2 separate regions of the Ovis aries genome follow, and region 2 is linked to region 1. Evidence: chromatin contacts called from public Hi-C data. All regions are on one chromosome and are shown on one strand. The core of a region is the stretch at or near the end of the contact, and the rest is flanking DNA. Distances in the headings are between cores, read along the strand shown. Region 1 overlaps PRUNE2 (prune homolog 2 with BCH domain). Region 2 has its middle 25 kb from the start of GCNT1.

The links. Hi-C and Micro-C count contacts between places; a contact is called where the count stands out from the background.
Region 2: a Hi-C map of retroperitoneal adipose tissue shows a contact between it and region 1, with 2.9 times the contacts expected there. The contact joins two enhancer-like sites. A contact is called at or near these places in 7 of 16 Hi-C or Micro-C datasets (hypothalamus, liver, mixed tissues and 4 more).

Annotation. Positions count from the first base shown.
Region 1 is chr2:60,086,335-60,090,857 of ARS-UI_Ramb_v3.0, forward strand. It overlaps PRUNE2 (prune homolog 2 with BCH domain), which reads left to right. Exons shown (of 17, transcript XM_060409323.1): 9 at 1-535. Among named protein-coding and RNA genes, the nearest start is that of PRUNE2, 210 kb to the left of the region's middle. Within about 2 kb of position 2,482, at least 6 of the 54 cell types and tissues checked have an H3K27ac peak or open chromatin away from gene starts, as enhancers often do.
Region 2 is chr2:60,343,199-60,347,574 of ARS-UI_Ramb_v3.0, forward strand. No RefSeq gene overlaps it. Among named protein-coding and RNA genes, the nearest start is that of GCNT1, 25 kb to the left of the region's middle. Within about 2 kb of position 1,448, at least 8 of the 54 cell types and tissues checked have an H3K27ac peak or open chromatin away from gene starts, as enhancers often do.

The DNA.
Region 1 (4,523 bases), core at 1,232-3,731:
AGCTTCACGTAGATTCCGAAAAAGGGCTGCCAGAAACTCGGTTAGCCAGCTCCCCGGACACAGGTCAACCAGCTTCCTTAAATGAAAGAAATCATCTATCTACAGAGAGAATGTCTTCCAAAGATGATAAGAGATCATCTTTTGAAAGCCCTGGGCAAGACCAGAGTTGGATGGTCTTGGGCCGTAGTGAGGTTAGTGATCCATCATCGGAGACCATGGACTCAGGACCTGGATGGTCTGGTGAGGCTGTGGAGCCAGCCTCTGATCGCAGCTTGGGCCAGAGCCCCCAGATACAGATTCTGGAGGAAATGAAGCCTCTGGAATCTTTAGCACTAGGGGAAGCCTCTGATCTGGGCAGCCAATCACGGAGGAGCAAGAGCCGAGGCAGAGCTGGCCCTGATGCAGTTATGCTGCAGCCTGTCACCCATGACAATGAATGGGAAATGCTTTCACCACAAAACATAATCCCTGAAATGGAAATGGAGGAGGAGACGGAGTTTCTTGAGCCCAGAACAAGGAAACCAAGACCAAATGGGTAAGCAAAAAACTACATTTATTTTTTTCCTGGAAACTATTTTGTTAGAGACTGGGGAACCAGTGAGGGTTTATGGAGTATGAAGAATATCTAGATGATAGGAGCTTTGCTTACATGTATTGCAAAGCATAACATCAGTGAAAGCAGCTGCTAGATAACCATAATGATTACGAGGATTTGTGTACATTTTCAGCCAAAAAAGGCCCTTTAGTTTCCATCCACAGTCTTAAACTTACCTTTCTGACTTCATCTAACTTACCTAACTTACCTAACTTCCTCATCTACTCAATACCTGTTTTACTTTTAAATAGTTACTTGGTACTGGAGGGGAACAAATACACATTTATTCATAGTGCAAGGCAGTTTGCACACATTATCTTACTTAATTCTTACAACAACCCTCAAGTGGTAGGTTTTAATTTTTATACATACTGGTGGAGGGTGGGGATTTGGGGCTCAGAAAGTTTCTATAACTTGCCAAGGATTAAGTAACCAGAGTGGGCACTCTGAGATTCAAAGTTGTCTACCTCCAAAACCTGTGTTTTCCAGCAGACACACTGCCTGTCATATAGAAAAGGTGATTCTGTTTTTATGTGAGTATCTAACTTACTAATAGGGAATGAGGAGACTCCATAGCAGGCTTAAAATCTTAATGTGAAATATGCATTCCTTAATTGATTGAAAATTAGCAAATAACCATCAAACCAGTAATTCATTCATTCATTTGCTGTTTGGATTTTGAGAATCTGCTCTGGCCAAGTTTCTGGGTAGCCAGTGGACATTGTTCTTGTTCTGAAGTTTCCAGGCCCTGCTAAAACTGTTTAGGGTGGTTCATTTCTCTTTACTTGCTCTGATAAAGCACCCCTGCTTCCAGGGACAAAAGGACATGTTGTGAAAAGTATCTTAAATTACATGTTTCCTCCTTAAAGTAGTGGAGGAAAAAGTACCTTTTTCTTACTCATTTTTTTTAAGTTTAGTTTTTAGCTTATGTTGGAGTACAGTTGACTTACAGTGTTAGTTTCAGTTGTACAGCAAAATGATCCACTTGTATATACACATAAATCCATTCTTTTCCAGATTCTTTTCCCATATAGGTCATTACAGAGTATTGAGTAGAGTTTCCTGTGCTATACAGTAGTCCTTGTTGATTAGCTATTTTTATATACAGTAGCATGTATATGCAGAGAAGGCAATGGCACCCCACTCCAGTACTCTTGCCTGGAAAATCCCATGGATGGAGGAGGCTGGTAGGCTGCAGTCCATGGGGTCACTAAGAGTCAGATATGACTGAATGACTTCACTTTTACTTTTCACTTTCATGCATTGGAGAAGGAAATGGCAACCCACTCCAGTGTTCTTGCCTGGAGAATCCCAGGGACAGAGGAGGCTGGTGGGCTGCTGTCCATGGGGTCGCACAGAGTCGGACACGACTGAAGCGGCTTATCAGCAACAGCAGCAGCAGCAGCAGCGGCATGCCCTCTGCGTGTCAAGGCAGCTGGATTTCAGCTTGGCTCTACCACTGCCACTTACATGTTTTAATTAACCCTAGATTTAAGTTTCCTCATCCGTAAATTGGTGGGTTGGGCTGGAGGATCTCGTGTCTTCCTTAATACTGAATCCTGCAACTTTAATTTGTATATAAATAGAAAGTGTCCAGGGAACTTTGCCATTCACATTTCCCCGTGAAAGGAACAGAGAAATCAGAAAGAACAGTGGAGGAATGTTGAAGGTTAGCAAAGTGCTATCAAGAGTTAAAAGCTGTGCCCTGTTCAAGTGCAGCTTCATAAATCCAGACATTTTCAGTTGGCCTAATCGTTCGTTCTTCCTGTCAAGCTGTTTCCTTCCAGAGAGACCTAAGATCCGTTATCAGAAAGAGTAGCAGATGGATCCCAGCGGCCCTGCTGGCATTGTTATAGATTGAGCTCAGAACACAGGCAGCCTTGAGTTGGCTGAGCTATTGTTTGGCTTCTTGTCTGCATTTTGCACATGCCGCTGAAATCCAGCAGATGATAGTGTTCAGTGGTGCCACTTTCCCCTTTTAATGACATTTCTTTGCTCATCTCTTTCTGCTCAGCCCCTGCAGGAGTGAAAATTTTCTCACAATTGGGGAAGGGGTCAGATTTTCCCACTGGCATTTGTTTCCCCTTTTACCTAAATAATCTACTCTGAAGTATTTGAAAGCTTTTCTCTGTGCTAGATTTTGGAAGGATGTAGAATTATCTAAAACAGTGGTTTTCTGAATGGGGCCCTAAAAGCAGCAGCCCTCAGCATCATCTAGTACTTGCTAGGAAGGTATATTACTTGCTCTACCCCATACCTCTTCAATCAGGAACTTCACTCATCTGTTTCAATACCTCCTCCAGGGCATTCTGATGCACAGTAGTTTGAGAACTGCTGGTATGAAACTTAGTCCCATCCCTCTAGGAGTTATTTGGTAAAAGAGTTCAACATAAATGTAAAAGTAGATAATAGTGTGATATTTAAATCAAGATAGTTGATGGCCAATGTCTGTTTAAATATAAATAGCTACCAGTTATGGATATTGGCCCTGGACCAGTTTCTAAGCATTGTATATGCAGAGTCACATGTTACCATGGCAACTGCATGAGGTAAGGATTACACAAGGGAGGAAACTGATGTTTAGGAAGTTTGAATGGCTTCTCTGGTTTATAGTTAAAAAGTGAAGAAGCAAGGATTTGAAAGAGCCTCTTTATGTCTGGAGTATGTGTTAATGCTAGTAAATTAAGAGGCATTTGTGTAGACACTTTTTTTTTTAATTGGAGGATAATTTATTTATAGTGTTGTGATACAACGTGAGTCAGCTATGTGTGTACATATATCCCCTCCTGCTTGAGCCTCCCTCGCAGCCCCCTCAACCCATCCCACCTGTCTAGGTCATCACAGAGCACAGGGCTGAGCTCCCTATGCTTTGCAGCTCTTCCCACTAGCTAGCCGTTTTACACAGGGCAGTGTATGCATGCCAGAGCTCCTCTCTCCATGGGCGCCACCCTCTCCTTCCCCCACTGGGTCTACAAGTCTTTTCTCTACGTCTGCATCTTCAGGTTCATCAGTACTATTTTTTAGACTTCATATATATATATGTGTTAATTGTGTAGAATACTTTTATGGAGGAGGAACAAGGATGGCTTATTATCCAGCTACATCAGGAGGTAGGGTGCCCAGGACCCATGATACTTTAAAAGGCCCATGAGATGTTTCTAATTTTCTTTTCAAATCAAAAGAAAAAGTGATTGTATTCCTATGTGACTTATATTCTGGGGTGGATTATATTTCTTTATACCAACACAGATGTGAAACAAAGTTTTAGGGTATTGTTTTGTTTTAGTAAGAGAAGGGGCCCATGGAAGCAAAATATAGAAGACCTACAGAAGTCATGTTGCGGTCCTGAGAGGTGCAATTTGAGACAGGCATTAAAGGAAGGCCATAGTCTGGAAGGGTGAAGTGGGTGAGAGGCTACTGAGTTAACTGGGGGAGAGCAGCATAAAGGAAATCTGGAGACTGGAAGGCGGTCACGGAAGCAATGAGAAGATGGCAATATTTTTCACACCAAAAACCTGGAGACATCTGATGCATCATCTAATCATAGGCAAAAACCAAGACTGTCTAGAAAAAAATATATTAAAACCTGATCTTCAAAAATAAAAGTAGGCTAATAGTATATGTAAGATGACATACCAACTACAAACTGACTTTTTGCCCTCACATCACCCACCACACCCTCTCTGAGCTCCCACACTGTTTGGAGAGCAGTGAACCATATTTTCAGAATCTGAGGGAGCATTGGAAAGATACGTTTTCTCATCATACCCCACCTACTGTCTCTTGTTAACAAAACTTATTGTGAGTGCTGGGAAATCAATGTCCCCCTTGATATCTTCACCATTGTGTTCTAGGTCCTAGGATTCATCTTCCCAGAGGATTTGCCAACAGCCTGGTCATCTTCCAGCTGTAGACCCACCCAGGATTG
Region 2 (4,376 bases), core at 198-2,697, 260 kb after region 1:
CTGACCTAGAAAAAAAAGTGTGTTGTGGTTTTTTTTTTTTAGCATAGGGATATAATATTTGAGAAATATTTATGCCAAACATTATTCATTATTTATTTGAAATTCAGATTTAACTGGGCATCCTCCACTTTATCTGTCAAGAAAAAGGGGAAGATAATGGTCACTGTGGAACTCTCAAGATCTTCCATGAGAGGGATGGCATTTTATTCTAAAGTCTGAATTTATGGTAGAAGAATTTCAGGTTTCATCCACAGGCTGGTGGGAGAACTCTGCTGTAACAAGTCCTCTAGGAGAGTGTTGACCTTCCATTCACATATTAATAGTTGCAGAATATTCTATATAATCTCCAGGTGAGACAAATCTTCAGGGAGGTTGATGGAGTTTTCCACCCTGATGATCCAAAATCAAAGGGCTTCTCCTTTCCAGTGATGTTTTCTGTCCTGCTCACCCCAGTGCAGAAATCATTCATTTCTGGAAAGCAAAATAGAAAAGTGACAGAAGCAGCCAAAACACAGTTCTGCTAAAAGTAATCCTGGCCCTTCTTTTGACCGATTCAGCTACTGGTTATGATGAGGTTGAGCTGGGAGGATCCCTGGAGAAGGGAATGGCTGCCCACTCCAGTATTCTTGCCTGGAGAATCCCATGGACAGAGGAGCCTGACAGGCCACAGTCTATGAGGTTGCAGAGAATCGGACACAGACTGAACGACTTTCACACTAGATGGTAATGATGAGATTAGTAATTTATAACCAGCTCTCAAGCAGAGAAAAGGATTATTAAAAATATGAAACTAGGGACTTCCTCTGGCAGTCCACTAGTTAAGACTCCACATTTCCACTGCAGTGGGGCATGGGTTCAATCCCTGGTTGAGTAATTAAGATCTGCCTGCTGAGGAAAAAAAAAAGAAAGAAAAATGAAATTTAAAACTCTAATTTTCAGAATAAAAGCTCTGTCCCTATCAATTCCTTTCCTCTCATTTTTTCCCTCACTGTAATTTAAATATTCTGTAACCATCCAGGACATGGATTCTGTGGCCTGACAAGTCTTTTGGTCTGATATTTTTGACATTTGTTTTGAGTCAGAGCTGATGAACAGAAGTATCTCCAGAAACACATGGTGTGAATCGCTATGGAACATAGTTAAAGTATTTTGATGTTGATTCTGACCACACGTGAGCATTTCCCACAGTTCTTAGTCAAATTTAATATTAAAACCAAAACCATACTGTTAATTTTAAAAATTCATGATCACTTTACTTCTTCAGGGTTCTGGTTTCTCACACTGAAAACCTTAATTCAGAAATTAATGCATGATGATTCCATTCGTAGATTCTCCAAACCCTTTTTGGTCCCGGGAAACCTCAAACAGTAATATAGCGTTTACCAAGTCTCAGTCCTTGATGAGAGCAGTGACACCTCTATAACCTCTGTAACAGTTCATGTGTGGCCTTCCTTATGAGTCACATTTTCCCTTTATGTATCACATTTCCCATCTGTGAAACAGCAAGTGACGACAGTGTAACTAATTTAGCTATGTGAAGCGCTTTCGTAGTGTATACAGTCCGGTCCAGTGGCTCTCAAATTGGCTGCATTTTGGAATTACTCAGGGAGTTTTCTGGTGCTTAGGTCTGTACCAAAGATTCTGATTTAACTGATGTAGAGTATGGCCAGGGTGTCAATATCTATAATGCTCCCCAGATGATTCTAATGTGCAATTAAGTCTGAAAGCAGATAACACTGCACCCCAGAAGCTATAAACTGGCCTCTTTCAGATGTGCGCTTCTTAGACAGAGTCCCTCAGTGACACCCTGTGGACACAACCTTCATTCTGCCCACTGGGCTTGGCTCCCTGTAACCAGGAGGGAGGCTGAACAGTGGGGGCAGGACCCGACCCACACTAAGGGGGCCTCACCCAGGTTTGAACAGCCATATGAAAGGAGACTCTGGCATCTGACTGGAACAAACTGGAAACGTGATATGGTTTTAATTCGGGTTTTCTCTGCCAATGTAGGGAAACATCAAGTGATGTCACCCTTGCTCAGGACAGCTTTGGTGAAGCCTAGGAGCTGAGGAAGCTCTTGTTCACAAGGCAAACAAAGCTTTTGGTCTTAATATAGTTCCTCCAGTTTCCTTGAAGATAGTATTAGCTTGCAGGTGGAGGTGGGATAAAGACTTTTGAAACTTTTATGGACATTGAACTGAACTTAGAAGAAAATGTCAAGGAGAATGCATGGAGTCAGGAACTGGAAGGGAAAGACCTCCCAAAAGTTGCCAAGCCAAGAAGAGAGATATGGGAGAAGGGCTATCTCAAGTAGGGGATGGGAAGAGATGGAGGTGGGGTGGGGAACGTTGGCAGAATTAGCTTTTTAAAAATGTTTATTTATTTATTTGGCTGTGTCGGGTCTTAGTTGCGGTGCACGGGCTTAGTTGCCTTGTAGCATGTGGGATCTTTGCTCCCCTGTCAGGGATCAAACCTGGGTCCCCAGCACTGCAAGGTGGATTGTTAACAACTGGACCACCAGGGAAGTCCCCAGAATTAATATTTTCAAAAGCAAAACCCTGAGACCACGCTATTCAGCCCCTCTCCTGGGGCTCTCCTCCAACATCTTGAGTTCATTTTATTTTCCTCACTAATGCACTAGTCCCCGTGCAGAGAGAATACTGTTTTCAAAGATCTCAGAAAAGACAAGAAAGATCAAAGTATGAGTCACCGTATAAAGAAACAGGCTGTCACCTTTTTTACAAAAAAGTGGTTTGCTCCCATCTCTACTAAGAACATGCAGACAAATATTTAAAGCCTGTCTCCTGGAAGGACTCAAAGGTATTAGTCTGCTAAGGCACCCACCTGTCTCCATTCTGCACTGGGCAGAAAAATAAAAAGAAGGGTCATAAGGAGGCTTACAGCAGTGGTTTTCAAACCCTAGCAATGCATCAGAGTCCCAAGGAGGGTGGATTGCTGACTCCACCCCCAGAGTTTCTGATTTAGTAGATAAGGACATTTCTAACAGGTTCTCAGGTGATGCTGACACTGCTGGTCTGGGGACCACCCTTTGAGAACCTCTGGTTCCTCATGCTCTCATAGAAATGTATTTCCTAGTAAAGTTTTTATTATGATCTGTTTCTTGACATTTTAACGGGTTTTATGAGAGGAGAGTGATAAATTTGAGTTGGGGAAACGCTGGATTGAAGGAAGTTTTTTAAAAATTATTTTTATTTGGAGTATAATTGCTTTACAATGTGTTCATTTCTGATGTACAACACGAATCAGCTATAAGTATACATACATCCCCTCCCTCTTGAGCCTTCCTCCCACCCCACGATCCCACCCGTCTAGGTCATCACAGAGCACCAAGTTGACTTCCCTGTGCTGTAGGCAGCTTCCCACTAGCTAGCTATTTCAAGCACGGTAGTGTATGCATGTCACTGCTCCTCTCCCAGTTCATCCCACCCTCTCGTTCCCGCTCTGAGTCCACGAGTCTGTTCTCCGCATCTGTGTCTGTCTCTATTCCTGCCCTACAAATAGGTTCATCAGTATCGTTTTGAAAGATGTTAAAAGAGGTTTCTTTTGAGACATTGAAATAACTTCCTGTCTACACATACACAACTTTATTTGACGTTCCTATTCTAGGAAACTCTTACTCAGAAAGATGAAATGCCAAAAAGAGATTATTGTTTGTCCTAAGAACTTCCTGAAAATCCATTAATTGGAACTCTAGACTACTCAGTTTGTGTTCATTAAAGTAAATATGCTTTCCCAGGGAAGTATATACACAGAGGAAAGATCATGTGAGAACACAGTAAGAAAATAGCTGTCTACAATCCAGAAAAAGAGATCTCATCAGAAACCAACCCTGCCATGACCTTGATCTTGTACACCTAGCCTCCAAACTGTGAAGATATAAATTTCTGTTAAGTCACCTAGTCGGTAGTATCTTGCCATGGCATCCCAAGCTGGTTAATATACTTTTCTTAAGGCTGAACTCTAAACCAATGCGTCATGAACATGACCCTGACCTATAGCTCAGAAAACTCCTTCTTGCCCAGCTTATCCCCTGACATTATCGCTGTTTTATTTGTTAATTCATTTCTGGCATGTGGAACTTCCTCAATCATGGATTGAACCCATGCCCCCAAGATGGGAAGAGTAGAGTCTTAACCTCTGAATCATACACGATGATAATCATTGTTTTGATATTACTCTACAGATTCTTTCAGAGACATGAGCTCAGAGGCCCTTCACAACAATTGAGAGATGTAAGGAGTTTTTAAAAAATGTATTTATATATTTATTTGACTCTATCAGGGCTTAGTCCTGGCATGCTGGATATTTTGTTGTGGTATGCAGGCTTAGTTGCTCTGTGGTATGTGGGATCCTAG